Regions from separate parts of the Sus scrofa genome. Here all the other regions are linked to region 1. Evidence: chromatin contacts called from public HiChIP or PLAC-seq data. All regions are on one chromosome and are shown on one strand. Each heading gives the region's core, a stretch centred on a gene start, on an enhancer-like site or on the middle of the called end of the contact. The rest is flanking DNA. Distances are from core to core; before and after follow the strand shown.

Region 1 (4,922 bases), core at 1,345-3,844:
CTAGCCTGGGATCTTCCATATGTCATGAGTGTCGCCCTAAAAAGACAGGAAAAAAAAAAACAACAAAAAACCTGGTAGGGAAGATCTCAGGTTCCAGAGGTAGGGTGCCTGGGTTTGAATCCTCATTCTACTACTTTCTAGCACTATGACTGTAGCAGGTTTCCTTAATTCTTCTGTGCCTCATTTTCCTTATCTGCAAAATGAGAATATAATATACAGGGTTCCTTAAGGCTTGTTGAGGATTAGGTAAATTGATTTATGTAAACTGCTTAGCATAGTGCCTGGCACATTGTTGTTATTGACTGTGAGTTCCTCCCCAAACTTAACTCAGTCCTTCGTATTCAATAAATAATTAAAAGCACACATCTAAGCTGTTTTCCCCTTTCCCCCCCCCGGATGATCATCGTGGATCACCCCCTACCTAATTTTCTATGTTCTTCTCACCAAAGAGGACTTTTAAGGGAGATCTGCAGCAAGTCTTTGTCCAAGTCTCAATAGGATATACCACCTACTGGCCTCAATCCATATAGGCACAGAGCTTAAATCACATAATTCACAGCATACACATTCTGGTCATTATTAGGGACAAGAGTGAACTTCCTCTTCTCTTGGGAAGTTAGACCAATGCTCCATTTTCTAGTTTCTCCCCAGAGGCTTCTTCATTTTTGACAACCTCCAGAGAGCAGCAGAAGTTGCCGTACTTGATGTTCAAATGGAACTCCGTGAGTGGAGGAGAGGATGTAAAGTCACTCTGAGAATGGGGTGCTGCTTCTGCAGTCCCCAGAGCAAAAGATTTTTTCCCTTGCCTTACCAGCCAGCTAACTATCCTGGTGAGAACTTTATCTCCCCCTCTCTCCAGGGAGATGGTAAAACTGGGACCCTGGGCACCAAAAGTTAATGTACAGTCCCAGCTAGAGGCAGGAGAGTCGAGTGGAAGTGTAAGAGAGGCTGGCCACATGCCATCATTTATCTGGGATTAAATAAGCTCGACCAGCGAAAGCGCTTAAACCAGTGCACGAAGCTGAGGACCACTTCATCCTCATCCTTATTTGCTAGTAAAGGAGCCAATTAGTGTTAATTGTGTTAGCAATTTGGAACAGCCACCAGGGAATTGATCCAAGGCAGTGTGGAATGACCTCTCTGTCCCGTCCTAGTCCCAGCTATTACTCATAGTCCGATGGGGAATCAGAGAGCTAGTAAATATCTTTGGTTCAGAGAAAGTAAATAGGCGCTCTGCTTCTCACACATTCACAGGGTCCTGGGTGTCAGCTTTTAATAGCGTACAGGCAGTGACCTGACAACACACTTTTGCCTTTGAGAGAGACGCAGATGTGGAGGGATCAGGACTGGACTGAAGGAATACATTTTAACATTGGTGTTCATGGTCTCCCCACCCCCCAACCGTCAACCTGCCAAGACCACCTTGTTTTTGAAAGCTCAGTCTCCTACCCCTCCCGGGCCCCAACTGAAGCTGTTAAAGCCAATCTAGTTAATAAAGGGAGCCAGGAAGTGAGGGTATGGGGAACTTGGGAGCTAGTGAAAGCTCTGGAGGGAAACGGATAGAAGATAAAAGATGAGGGAAGAAAAACATATATGAGATTTACTGTTGGAATTATACATTTGATCACCTTTAACGTCCTTGGAGAGTCGCTAGTAAGGGTGAAATTTTAATTTTATTATTTACTTATTTATTTCGCCCAACAGACCGGATTGTCTTTAACCATGACGTGACTCACTGGACAATGCCACCACTGCTTCATCAGGGTTATACAAGTGACAGAAATAGGGCGCAGGCACTTTGACAGTCATCTAGCTATAGAATTGTTCAGAGACAGGGTGGGAGGAAGGAAAATGACCTCCCTGCTTGGGTCCTCACCCACCCAACGACTGGAATGCGTGTTTGGGCTGGTTTCTCCGCCCTTGAACACACAAATCCTAGTTTCCCAATTCCTCTCTATTCGGTGACAATTAGATTGGTTGTACTGGGTGAGCTGGGTTTTGTAAGAGGTAGGAATTTTACTGAAGAATTCCCCTGTCTCTACCGACTTGGGTACAGTTGCTTCAATACTGTAGCTATTCCTGCCTTTGGGGCCTCAAGGGCTAAAATGGGACAGTGCTAATATTTTTGGTGATGAGGAAATATTTTGTTTTAAGGAGGCTGAGTGATTGCTGAACTGGGACAGAGGTCATAGTCGGGGTCACATTAGCGGTTCCAGGGGGATCGAGGGCAGGCTTTGGGTCGGGCAAAAGCACCCCCTCAACTCGGGCAATGCTGCGGCGGCTTGGAACCCGCTGGCACACTTGCGGTGCCCACTGTCTCCTCCCGGGAGGGGGGCACCCGGGAGCCGGCGCCGGAGGAACCCGGCCCACGCGGGAAGGTCGAGCTCGCCGGTGAGGTCACGGTTGCCATGGCTCTGGGCAGTGACGCGCGTCGGCACGTGACCAACGGTTGCCATGGCGCCGGGCCCAGGCGGCGCGGGCGCTCCGCCTCCCGGAGTGACGTCCGCCGCTCCCCCTCCTTTTCCCGCCCCCCTGCTCCCTCCACCCCCCTCGCCGGCTACCCGCGGCCCCGGAGGTTTCACTGCACAACAAGATGGCGGCGGCGGCGGCGAGCGGAGCTGGCGGGGCTGCCGGGGCCGGAGCTGGGGGAGCCGGGCCAGCAGGTCGCCTGCTGCCTCCGCCCGCCCCGGGGCCCCCGGCCGCCCCCGCTGCAGTGCCCCCGGCGGCTGGCCCGCCGCGTCCTCCAGCCCCGGCCTCCCGCGGGCCGGTGCCTGCCCGCATCGGCTACTACGAGATCGACCGCACCATCGGCAAGGGCAACTTCGCTGTGGTCAAGAGGGCCACGCACCTCGTCACCAAGGCCAAGGTAGTGGCGCTGGGGGGACCGGGCGGCGGGGAAGCTGCGCGGCCCGGGACCGTCCAAGTGTGGCGGGGGCAGGAGAGCCCCGCGACACGGAGGCTGAGGGGTCGGCGCGGCGAGCGGGGCTCTGGAAATTGGAGAGCGTTGGGGACCGGGAAAACGGGTAGGGGGCTGCCGGGCGGGAGTGAGGAGAGGGCGAGCAGAAGGTGGGGGACACCGGGGTACCCAGGAGAGGGTAACTGCACGGCAAGGGGACGCAGGGAGCCAGTGATCACGGGGACCTGGGGAACTAGGGAGCCGGGGTTGGGGAGGGGGCTCCGAGAGCTGTACGGAGGATAGTAGAAGGGATGATTGGAAGGAAGAGGTTTGGAACTCTCCCGGAGCCTGGAGACAGTAAGCTAAGAAGACTCTGGAACCAGCAATTAGGAAATCCTAAGGGAATGAAGGCAGGGGAATAGGAAATGTGGACCAAGAGATGGGGGAAAACAAGGGTAAAACTGGCAGACGTGGGATGACGAGGGGGACCCACGATGGCTGGGACATATACTGGGGGTATGTGGTGGGCGCAGGGGGGGGGCGCTGGGAGATATGAGGGACCTGGTACCTTATGACAGAGGCAACAGTCAGCATTTGGTCGTCCAAGACTGATAGGTGGTGGGAATGAGGGTCTGAGGACAGATAAGATTATTGGAGGAGGAGATGAAAAAAACTGGGAAATAAGGAGGAAAAAATTACTTTGCTTTTCCACAGGAAGGGGATCAGGGAACAGAGGCGGTGGTGGCGGTGTGTCCTAGGTTTATGGTGGCACTAGGTATTTAGGGGTTAAACAATTTGGGAACGCTGGATTGCTGGTTATATTTAGTTGTTGGAGGGTCCCGGATTGTGAGCTTTATAGAACCCAGGGAGGGCTCTGAGTGATGAGGGGAAAGGCTGGTGACTGAGGAGGTGTATGAGGAACCCACTCATTGGGCCCTTTGGTTCCCAAGGGATTTGTGGGGCTGTAGTGGTGAAGTTGGCCAAGGTCAATTAGGAAGCCATATCCATACCCATAGAAAATTCATTTTTGGAGGAAATATCTTTAGCACTTTTCTGTGGTCTTCATTGGGAGTATTGGAATCATCAGGAGGAATTGTTTGGTTTTAGGACGCACAAAGCCCATTTGTACTCCAAATCTCTTCCTTCGCTTCACCTCTCACTTGAATGAATACTTTCAGTGTAGTCATTCATTATATTTTAAAACTGCAATTTGTGTTTCCCTCAACCTGAGTAGGGAAGAACCCGGAGAGCTCCTTCTTCCTATCAAAGCCACGTCAGTTTCCCCTCACCTCCTCAGCCCAGCCTCTGGTTCTTGTCACCTACCTTGTTTTTGCTCTTACAGCAATCACTTATTTTCAGAAGGCAGTTGACCTATTTCTGCCTTCTCTCCTGCTCACTTACAACCTGAAGTTCCCTTTTCCCTCCTTTCTGTCAGACTGCAAGGGGCCTTTCAGACCAGGGTGGCAGGGTGGGTGGCTGTGGAAAATTGATTGGTCAGTTTCACTTCCTCTGGGGGGCCCCCTTCAGCTTTTTCATCCTTTTTTTTTTTTTTTTTTTTTTTCCTGAGGGCCTGAAGTCTGCAGGCCTGAGCTGAAAGAGATACCAAAGTTCAAGGTTTCCTGATGTTACTCTCAGACCCTGATGGGGGAGGGGGTGGACTGAGCGGGGACTGGTGTATCTCTGCGGCTCTGAGTGTTTCCAGTTGTGTTTACTGTTAGCCAAACCAAATTTATGTTTACAAACAACTCTAATTGTTTGAGCCTTGTTCCTTGTTTTGGTATTTCCTTTCTCTGTGCCCTCCCCCTCCCACTTAAGTAATCACACTGCACTCCTGTGATTATTTTGCTCTGACCCCTGGGGGATGGACTCTATGAACTTAATTGGTTGCCTGGTTTATGGTGTCTATGATTTAGAGAATTTTGTATCTCCTGGCCTTGGATACACCAAAATATTGATTAAAAAAAAAAATCTGTGACAGAGAGGGTTGAATGTTTTTGTAAGTGTAATTGCAAACAGTTGATTCTTG
Region 2 (4,922 bases), core at 956-3,455, 350 kb after region 1:
GTATGGGGCAGGGACTGGAAGGGCCCACTTCTGCTTAGAGACTTAGAATGCAATCTCATGCTGCTGCTCCTGGGGCAGGGTCTGCTTGCCTACTCAGCCTTTCTCTGAGTTTTCATGGCACTTTGTACTCAACATGCATCATGCTGCTTTGGGGGTTGTGAGTTCCTATGGCCAGGACCCTAATTCATTTTCTGATTCTTATTTATTATTTCCGTATTGAGGTCTCTTACTCACTTTCACATCCCCAGCTTGCAGCCTGAGGCATTACACCTCAAAACTAATAGCTTTCATTTATTTAGTGCTACTGTGGACTGTGCCTCCCATACATTAACCTCATAAAAATCCAACATGTTGGTGCTAGTATTTCCATTTTGTAGATGAGGAAACTGAGGCTAAAGACTACAGAGCTACCAAAGCCTATGCTCTGTGAATGAGTGAAGGAATGAATGAGTCTGAGAGTGTTACCCTGGGTGAGAACAGAGTAAGGGAGGTGCCCCCTCCCTCTGTTGAGCTGGGTAGTTGATTGTCACGTCTGCAACATGAGGTGAAGGCCTCATTAGCACATGGACCTCCTCTCAGATGTTCATGGCATGGCTTTGCCCAGCCAACTGGGCCCAGCGACAGGGAGCCTGTGGCTTTTGTGGGAAAAGGGTGTGGGAGGTGGGATTATCCCAGAGTCATCAGGGAGACTGTGGATAGGGTGGCCTCTGGATCACATGGGAGGCAGACTGAGGACACGGCCGTGCTTGCAGGATGTGTCGAGTCTCCTCAGTGGTCTTTTGAGGCCCTGCCCCTGTGGGCCCCTCCCCTGCACTTCAGGACTTCTCACTCCCCTTGGTCCAATGACACTCGTTCAGGCCACTGTGCTTTTCCAAGCCTCTGCCTCTGCCCTGTTCTCCCCACCCCCAACCCCCAGCAGAACCTTACTCACCTTCAGGGCCCAGCTCAGATGCCATTCCCTTTGTGCAGTTCTCCCTGGCTCCCTCGCCATGGACAGACGGGCTGAATGAAATGCTTCCTCTTTGGGCTCACCCCACAATACTTGCTCATAACTGACTCTAGTATAAATCGCTTTCTTTTACAGTGAATGTGGTATATTTTTCTCCCTCGCCTGGCTTAGAGCTTATTAAAGGCAGAGACCACAGTCTCCAGCATCCAGCACAGAGCCTCGCCTAGAGGAGACAATACATATTTGCTGAATTCAGCTAAGTGCTAAGGTGAGGGCCCATTGCAGGTAAGACCTGGACGAATGTGAACTTCCAGAACTCAGCAAGTGATGTGCAAATGTTGGGGGGCATTTTTGAAATCTGTAAGGATTTCGTGGTTCTTATTTTTCCTTTTCACTAATCCTCTCCTGCATGGAGAAAAGAGGGATAAAAAAAATCCCAGTTTGGCCTCAGCTACATGGTAGGAGAGTCTTGGCATTATGCTGGAGGGAAAATGGTGCAAGTGTGGGTCTGAGGCCCTAGGGCCAACCAACCAGACCAGGAGACGCGTGAGTGCAGGGCGTGACTTCCTCGGCCTCCATCAGGGTCTGGCTATGTGCTTTCTGGTGGGGGGTGGGGTGGGGGTGGAGCTGGGGGTGGTAGAGGCGGTGGTGGTGACTAGGAGTGGGAAGGCAGTGCTGGAAAACCCTTGTGCACCAGCCAATTTCCTCCCCCACTAATCTCGCCAGACTCTGTGGAGTAGTTACTACAGTGTGAGTCCCCATGATGCCACTATTGAAGAGAATGTGCATTTGTGTGTGACTTTGCAGACAACTTGCATTAACTTTTCCAAATGACAGAACATAAAAATTCCCTGATTTCTATGACTACATTCCCACCACACCAAGAAACACAGTGGTCCCTACACTTCTGTACTCAGGTATCCCAACCCAGATGGGTGGAGAAGAACGGGTTCTCTAAGAGCATCAACCAGGCAGCAGCATAAGAAGGGATCCAGGAGTCCCACTATCCCCAGTTTGACTGCTTTCTCTTCTCTTCCTTGTCTCTTAGGTTGAGGGGTGTATGTGTGTGTAATATCTTAATTTATTGATTTTGCAATTCAGGCTAGGGAGTCGGCTGGGGAAAAGCGGGTGTAGAATAAAGCGGGGAGAGAGGCTTTGCAATCTAGATAGGCTTTGAGGAAGTCAGAGGCCACACCCTGGAGCCAAACCAGGCAACCAGCTGGATTGGGCGGCCCTGCTGCAGTGGGGATGGTAGGCTTCAGACTGCTCTGTGTTGCCACCTGCTGGACACATGTAGAGATAGCACTTTACTGGCTCAGGGCTCCTACCCTTTTGCTGAGTTTTCTTCTATTATCTTTTGCTTCCTTCTGTCCAGTATTTCCCCTCAAGGGAAAAATCTGCTTCCCCTCTATCCCTAAGCAGGATATCTAGATGCCTCTGTTCTTGCCCAGGGCAGGGGCTCTGAGTTGCTTAAACTTCACCTCTGGGTGGGGGTGTAGAGACCATTGCTGTCTCCATGCTTGAAGTTTCTCTGCCTTCTTCCCAGACCCTCTGGGACCTTGAACTTGGTTGTGATTAGAGACACCATTTAATTTATCATCTGAACCAGGACACACTTCTGAGACCAAACGGTGTTTTGTGTGTGTGTGTGTGCTCACGCTATTCATAATTATGCCAAGACAGCAGGTGTAAACCAGGTCTCTTCCAGGTCAATGACTGGAACTCATGGTGAGCATGGTTCTGAGGGGCAGCTGCCTTATTCCAGCCTGAGGTCAAGTTGGGAGGTGGGGGTGGGCCAGCAGAGGCTGCTGCAGCACTAGTTATATGTGCAGGTCTCACTGCCTACAGGGCTCCCTTGACTACCACTTGGGCTGTGGGAGGAAGAGTCTGGGGTGTAAGAGCTGGGTGTCCCCCGAGTGACAGTGTAGCAGAGGGCAGAGTCTGGCTTCTCTGAGCCCCGTTTACAGTGGGATAGGAGGGCCATGAGCACCCTCGAGTTAGGGTTGAGGACACAGCCAGAAGCCCCGAGGCCTAGTTTTTCCCCATAGTTCCTGGGATGATGGCACCTCCCCTGAATCTGGCCGCTTTGGTCCTGCCCCTTCAGGCAAAGACTTAGCAAGCGGCTGCTAGTACTACCAGCTCCCGAGACTGGTGCCTCCCTAGGTGGTTAGCATTTGACTGGCAGCCTCCAGGGTCAGCCCAGGGCTACTCTGTACCAGAGGGGACTACTGCAATGCCTGGAACATCTCTGCCTGCTGACTGACCTGCAGGAGGGGAATTGGACCAGCCATGGGACCCTTCAAAGCAGCAGGGCTCCGTCCTCTCACCCAGCTCTAAATCCGACAGCCAGACCCCACTCTCCTCTTCCCCACTCAGGGGACTTCCCTCCCTGGGCCCTAAGGCAGAGTTGGGAGACCCTGCTCCTGGCCGGAGGAGGGGGTTTCTGTGGTAGGACTGGGGCCTTCCCCCTCTCCTGGCCCTGGAGACCTTGGTTGCTGCGTGGAGTTTGCCCTGCCCCCCTTCTCTCCCACCACCTTCTCTCTCCCTCCTCACCTGAAGGGAGAGGCCAGTGTCTGACTTTGCAGACCACGTGCAGGTGATCATGCCCCCGCTCCTCGCCTTTTGTCCTCAGCAGTGGCAAAGGGGAGGTGTTCTCAGCAGGCTGCGGGGTGAGCGGCCTGCTTAAGCTGAGAATTCTGGAGCAGCAGTGGGTATCCAGGGCAGCCTCGGGATTACTATGGCAACAAGCGGTGGGGAGGTGGGCTTGGAGCTGAATTCCTGGGGTGGTCAGAGAAGGGGTGAGGGTGAGAAGGAAAGAGAAGCCCGCTAAAGCCCCCTGACAGAAGGCAGTGTGGGCCCCCCCACCCCAGCCCCCGTCGGTTTGTTGCCCCTGGTCGGTGGAAACCAAACACCCCCTGGCACGGGCTGCAAAGCTGCCAGCCTGGGAGCCTGGGCAGAGGCCCTGCTGGTGTGTGGAGCAGCGGTGGCTCTAGTGGGGAGGGGGGAACCCGCCTCAGCTGCAGAGATTTGTTTTCTCGGTCCATCTGAAGAACGACAGCGCTGCAGCCTGCTTCTCTACCTGGGGAACCCTGAGCCATCAAAGTTAACCTCCACTAGTAACCGGGGATCAATTACAGGCTTGTAATGTGCTTTCCAACTTCCCTGGCAAAAAGTAGCCTGTTTGGGGGAAAAAAAAATGAAAGTGCTTTTTTGATCTCTGGAGCCACTGGGCCGGTAGGACCCCTTCCTCCCAGTGCCTCTGCCCACTCCTCACTCATTAGCTCTACTGATTAGGCAAGGCTGGCTTAACCTCTCAAGTGCTGGGTTCGGCGTGAGTGGTGGTTGCCGTTGCCTTCTCCAGGCGGGCCCTCCTCCCACATGGTTCTCAGGAGCACAGAGTGGGCCAAGTCCAGTGCCTGCCAACCTCCCCCCACACCCTCCCTCTGGCTGCCAAATCTGACTTTGATTAGCGTGTGGAGGGGGAAGAAAGCAGGAAAATAGAATATTAAAATCTTAATTCAATTTAAAACACTGTCATTCACAGGCATGCCAAACAGTGAGATGACTAATTATTATGCAAATGAGGCAGATAGAAAAGTGATTAATAATTGCACAAATTAAAAATTATTGTAAACATCCTGTGACGAGCGATAAGTCCAATGGAGAGGCGAGGGCGGTGGGCCGGGGAGGCCATGGTGGAGCCAGCTCCTGCATCCTTATTTTCTCATTAGGGGGATTTAATTAGCGCCTGATGATGGGCCTCAGTGCTGCCAGGGGTGGAGGAGTGGGTGGCTGTGCCTGGGGCTGCCTGTGCTGATCCTCAGTCCCTGTCCTGCTCCTCCTCCACCACCGGTGACCAGGCTGGAGCTGGCAAGCAGGGGTGGGGGGGTGGGGAGGCAGGCCCGTCCCCCTGAAGGGATGGGTGCTGGCGTAGCTTCTCTGCAGCTTTCCACTGGCCTACACCCCTGCTACC
Region 3 (4,922 bases), core at 888-3,387, 290 kb after region 1:
GACCTGGGTGCTGGCCCTCCTCTCAGGTGGGTCTCCATCCCTGACTTCAGGTGGAGGTGTGGGTGGAGGCTGGATCCTGGGGAAGGAAACCCAGCTCCTATTCACCCCACCTCTTTCCACAGGGCTTTCAACCACCCAGGCAGGGAAAGGCTTCTGGGACTACTTCAGCCAGAGCAGCGGGAACAAAGGCAGGGTGGAGCAGATCCAGCAGCAGAAGCTGGCACAGGAGCCCACGTGAGTGGCCAGGGCAAGGGATGTGGGCGAAGAGAGGAGACACCTGTTGGTGGGATGATGCACTACCCAACTCCTCAACCTCCGTGGTCCTCCCTGGGATGAGAACAGAGCAGGGCTAGTTCTGCCCGCTATCCTGGCCCTCCTGGGCTGTTTAGGACTCTCTGCAGGCAGCAGCCCCGCCTGGACCTCTCCCTAGTGTTGCCTCCTTGCTCGCTGAGGCATGGCACCAGGGAGCGAGGGAGAGGACCCCCAACTGCAGCCTTCAGAATGAAAGGATTGTGTGAGAATATAGGTGCCTCCGTGCTTTTCTTGCACAGAGCTAGTCTCCATATGCATCGCCATGTGTTTTTACTCCCTGTGAGGGGAGTGGCAGTGGGCCCAGGCTCTGCCCCCAAGGCCCTCACTCTTGGTTCCCCCAGAGGACCAGTGAGAGAGGTCTCTGGGGCCAAAAGAGAGGGGGGCGGAGGGCTCCAGACCGATGGCCCGTTTGTCTCCTTCCCCAGGAGACTGAAAGACAGCCTTGAGCAAAACCTCAACAATATGGACAAGTTCCTGGAAAAGCTGGGTCCCCTGAATGGGCTCCCACAAGACCCAGTGGGCATGCGGCAGCAGCTGCAGAAGGAGCTGGAGGAGGTGAGGAAGCGCCTGGAGCCCTACATGACGGAGATGCATGAGCGCGTGAGCTGGAATCTGGAGGGCTTGCGGCAGCAGCTGCAGCCCTACACGACAGAGCTGATGGAGCAGGTGGCCCTGCGTGTGCAGGACCTGCAGGAGCAGCTGCGCGTGGTCGGAGAGGACACCAAGGCCCAGCTGCTGGGGGGTGTGGAGGAGGCGCGGGGCCTGCTGCAGGAGCTGCAGAACCGCGTGGTGCACCACACCAGCCGCGTCAAGGCGCTCTTCCACCCCTATGCCGAGCGCCTGGTGACCGGCATTGGGCACCACGTGCAGGAGCTGCACCGCAGCGTGGCACCACATGCCGCTGCCAGCCCCGCGCGCCTCAGCCGCTGCGTGCAGATGCTCTCGCACAAGCTCACGCTGAAGGCCAAGGCCCTGCACGCGCACATTCAGAAAAACTTGGACCAGCTGCGTGAGGAGCTCAGCACCTTTGCCAGCACCTTTGCGGATGGTGCGGAGGAAGAGGCCCAACCTGACCCCCAGGCGCTGTCTCAGGAGGTGCGCCAGCGACTCCAGGCTTTCCGCCACGACACCTTCCTGCAGATCGCCGCCTTCACCCGCGCCATTGACCAAGAGACCGAGCAGGTCCAGCAGCAGCTAGCGCCGCCTCCTCCAGGCCACAGCTCGTTTGCTCCAGAGTTCCTTCAAGCAGACCGAAGCAAGGCCCTGAGCGAGCTGCAGGCCCGTCTCGACGATTTGTGGGAAGACATCAACTACAGCCTTCACGACCGTGGGCTCGACCATCTGGGGGAGCCCTAAGGGTCTACTTTGCCCACATCCCAGAGCCTTGTTTGGGGAGTCCACAACCCAAGCATGGCTCAGTCCTTGCCAGTGGCCTGTTGGGCAGAGGGTGGAGGGTTCTGCACAGGCCAGCTGAAGCCACCAAATGGGCGTTGTTCTACGCTATCCAGCCTCCTGCACTTCCCCCTTCCAGATGCATTACACTCACCAGCCTTTGCAAACCCGGCTCCCGGTGCTCATTTGGGAATCCTCCTGAGTCGCTCCGTTCTGGGTGGTGGGACTGGGGAGGGAAAGAGGCATTGTTTGTGCAGGTAATTACCTGGTGCAAGCCTGTTGCCATGGTGCTGGAAGCCTGTGCCTCTTCATCCCTGGGCCTGGCTCTGATCACTACTGGCCACCTGGTGGCCACTGCTAGAGCTGGTCCACAGGGAGCGGCTCTTTTCTCCCCAGGGCTGCTGCCATGACAGCTTCTGTTGGGGGAAGAGAAGGGAAGAAGGAAGAAACTGTGATGGAGAGAACATGTGAAGTGTGTGTGTGTATAAATATCCCTGTTGGCCGATGCTGGTGAAAACAAATGGTATGGGTTGTGATGGGAGGGACTGGAGCCTGGATTTCCTTATATAACACTACATCTAAAGAGCTGACCTAGTTCTTCTCTTTTGGTGAAGTGGGTTAAGGATCCAGTGTTGTCATTGCAGTAGTTTGGGTTGCTGCTGTGGCTTGGGTTTGATCTCTAGTCCAGGAACTTCTACATGCCACAGGGGCATGGGAAAAAAAATAAATAAATAAACAGCTGACCTAGCCCTTCAGACTGTGGGGGCTTCTTAAACTCTCTGGGGAGCCTCCTGTGTGTCCTCCCCATCACTGACCCCTCTCTCCTGACTCCCAGACTGAAGTCTAGACTTCTGACACAATTGCAATAGATGCCTATGATGGAAGCTTATTTATCTGGTGTGACTCTCATTTGGACTATGTCTGAGAGCAGTGGCCTCACCACCATCCCCAAAGCACAACCATCACTGCCCTCCAATCCCTCGTTGCACTTTCTCATTGACATCCCCCCCCTCCCGTCCCGCCTCCCAGTCCAGGTCCGTCAGAGCGTGTTCCTCTGGCTGAGCTGACAGCTGTCTGTCATGCCTGGGGTGTGCCTGAGTTAGAGACCCTTCCCCTACACCTGCATTGTTCACCCACCTGCTTACCAAAGGATGGTGCGCATGGGGTGCAGGCTCCTGAGGTGGCTGGTCTTTGTCCCTGCTGTTCCAGATTTTGCACGCCTCTTTTTATGACTGACACTCTTGTTATGACTGACCCTCTTGGGATCCCAAATTTAACTCCCCATCCCCCATATACAGATTCACTTGGGGGCAACCAAGCTCCTTATACATCCATGGGAAGTCTGAATTAATAAGAGTGGGTGAAGTGAAGGGAAGAGGAAAGGGTAAGCACATCCAGTCTAGTACTTTTGGAACTTCCCATGCAGCATTATTTTCTTCTGGTTCAGCCCACTCCACACAGAGTTTGCCGTATGGCCACACTCCCTTATAGCTCAGACCCCCCCTGGATCTGGCTTCGTCCTGCCTGCAAGACTGGACCTCTCCCCTGACACCCTAGATTGAGCAACAGAACTGGGAGAGAGGTAAGGGAGAGGAGGGGCTGGAAAGGAAAGTTTACCCCCTAAAAGAGGTGTTTTTGTTGTTGTTTGTTAGGAAACCATGAGTCAGTTGTGAGTCAGTTGGGGTCGGATGTGCTGGCATGAGGGGGTGAGAATAAAAACGAGGGCCATGTCTTTGAGACTATAAGTTGGGCAGGTGTTTATGAGGACAGAAATAGGGAGTGAGAAGAACAGAAAGGGAGAGTGATTGAGGGACTAGGAGGTTGTGGCAAAGCCTGGATCTGGCAGGCTATGGAAGTCAGGACCAAATAATCCCAGCAACTTCAAACTGTCAGGTACGGTCCCCCGGGGGCCCAGAGTCTGCGGCTTCTTTTACAGAGGGCGGGACTGGAACTGGCGGAAGTGCCGGAGGAAGGGGCGGGGCCACGAGCGGCTCAAAAGCCGGAAGTCGCTGCCTGGAGCTGCGCGTGGTGGCCATGGCGGCCAGCGGGGCTGTGGAGGCCGGGCCCCCGGGGGCTGCCGCCGCCCCCTCGTCCGCCCCGGCGCGGGACCACTTGTTCCGGCCTATCAGCGCCGAAGATGAGGAGCTGCAACCCACAGAGATCGAGTCGCTGTGCATGAACTGCTACCGCAACGTGAGGCTGGAGGATTGGGCTGAGGCAGGGAGGGGCGAGGGTCGGTAACCCGGCCGGGAGGGCCCAGTTGGGATCCGGAGGCGAGACACTCCCTGAGGTCAGTAGGAGGAGCACAGGGGTTTCGTTGGTTTTTCTTTAGACGCTTTCTGATTCCCAGGGCATGACGCGCCTCCTCCTCACCAAGATCCCCTTCTTCAGAGAAATAATCGTGAGCTCCTTCTCCTGCGAGCACTGTGGCTGGAACAACACGGAGATTCAGTCGGCCGGCCGGATCCAGGACCAAGGAGTGCGCTACACTTTGACCGTCAGGGCTCAGGAGGTGAGAGGAGCCCATAGCAGTTACCCTAGTGTCCTAGAGAAAGCTTGGGGATTGGAATCAGAGCTTTGGTCCAGGTGGTTTTCCTGGACCTTGAGGAAATCCCTTTTAAGTGTCCAAACCCCAATTTCCTCCTTTGTAAAATGACCGTGGTATTGTCATCTGCTCAGGTGAGGTAAGACTTGTGAAGGTGCTTTGTAAACTTTGTCAGAAGGTATCGATGAGCAGTAGTTGTTATGAATAGTCCTCTTCCCACTTGGGTAGCCTGCCTGTTCACATCAAGGTATTATCCTGAAGGTATAGTTTGGACACCCTGGAGTGGAGAGAGGAAGAAACAGCTGAGCTTGGGGTTCTGATGGAGGGGGATAGTTTCCTGAGAAGAACCTGTATTGTTGATCTCTCTGGACCAATGGTTTTCCTTTCTGCCTAGGACATGAACAGAGAAGTAGTGAAGACTGACTCTGCCACCACAAGGATCCCAGAGCTGGATTTTGAAATTCCTGCCTTCAGCCAAAAAGGAGGTAAGTTTAAGGTCAGAGTGATTGGGCTGATCATGCTAGCCCAAATCTTACTTTCTTGCAAAACTCCTGATGGCTAGTGTATGGATTTGGCCACATCATTGTGATCTTCGTGGTTTAACATAAGCAGAAAGCTCAGATAAAACAGCTGAAGGTAGTATGATAGTGATGGTAAGACTCTAATGTGCTTA

What was found. HiChIP or PLAC-seq counts read pairs in DNA pulled down with a chosen protein or histone mark.
Region 2: an H3K27ac HiChIP or PLAC-seq map of alveolar macrophages shows a contact between it and region 1. The contact joins the enhancer-like site here to the promoter of SIK3 in region 1. A contact is called at or near these places in 4 of 5 promoter capture datasets (fetal liver, fetal skeletal muscle and liver), 8 of 47 Hi-C or Micro-C datasets (embryonic fibroblasts, epiblast stem cells, fetal liver and 5 more) and 2 of 2 datasets of contacts at active chromatin or transcription factors (alveolar macrophages and skeletal muscle).
Region 3: a contact with region 1 is called in an H3K27ac HiChIP or PLAC-seq map of alveolar macrophages. The contact joins the promoter of ZPR1 here to the promoter of SIK3 in region 1. A contact is called at or near these places in 4 of 5 promoter capture datasets (fetal liver, fetal skeletal muscle and liver), 6 of 47 Hi-C or Micro-C datasets (blood, embryonic fibroblasts, heart right ventricle and 2 more) and 2 of 2 datasets of contacts at active chromatin or transcription factors (alveolar macrophages and skeletal muscle).

What each region holds. Positions count from the first base shown.
Region 1 is chr9:44,469,361-44,474,282 of Sscrofa11.1, reverse strand. SIK3 (serine/threonine-protein kinase SIK3) reads left to right here and starts at 2,594. Exons shown (of 25, transcript XM_021062877.1): 1 at 2,594-2,866. The coding sequence starts at 2,594.
Region 2 is chr9:44,117,099-44,122,020 of Sscrofa11.1, reverse strand. It overlaps BUD13 (BUD13 homolog), which reads left to right. Exons shown (of 10, transcript XM_021062876.1): 10 at 1,085-1,191. The coding sequence ends at 1,130. Among named protein-coding and RNA genes, the nearest start is that of BUD13, 46 kb to the left of the region's middle. Within about 2 kb of position 2,205, at least 10 of the 83 cell types and tissues checked have an H3K27ac peak or open chromatin away from gene starts, as enhancers often do. A contact at or near this core is called in alveolar macrophages, where this site is marked.
Region 3 is chr9:44,175,352-44,180,273 of Sscrofa11.1, reverse strand. ZPR1 (zinc finger protein ZPR1) reads left to right here and starts at 2,137. Exons shown (of 16, transcript XM_003129875.4): 1 at 2,137-2,227; 2 at 3,152-3,286; 3 at 3,641-3,897; 4 at 4,055-4,216; 5 at 4,644-4,734. The coding sequence starts at 3,739. It overlaps APOA5 (apolipoprotein A5), which reads left to right. Exons shown (of 3, transcript NM_001159308.1): 1 at 1-26; 2 at 123-234; 3 at 738-2,440. The coding sequence ends at 1,668.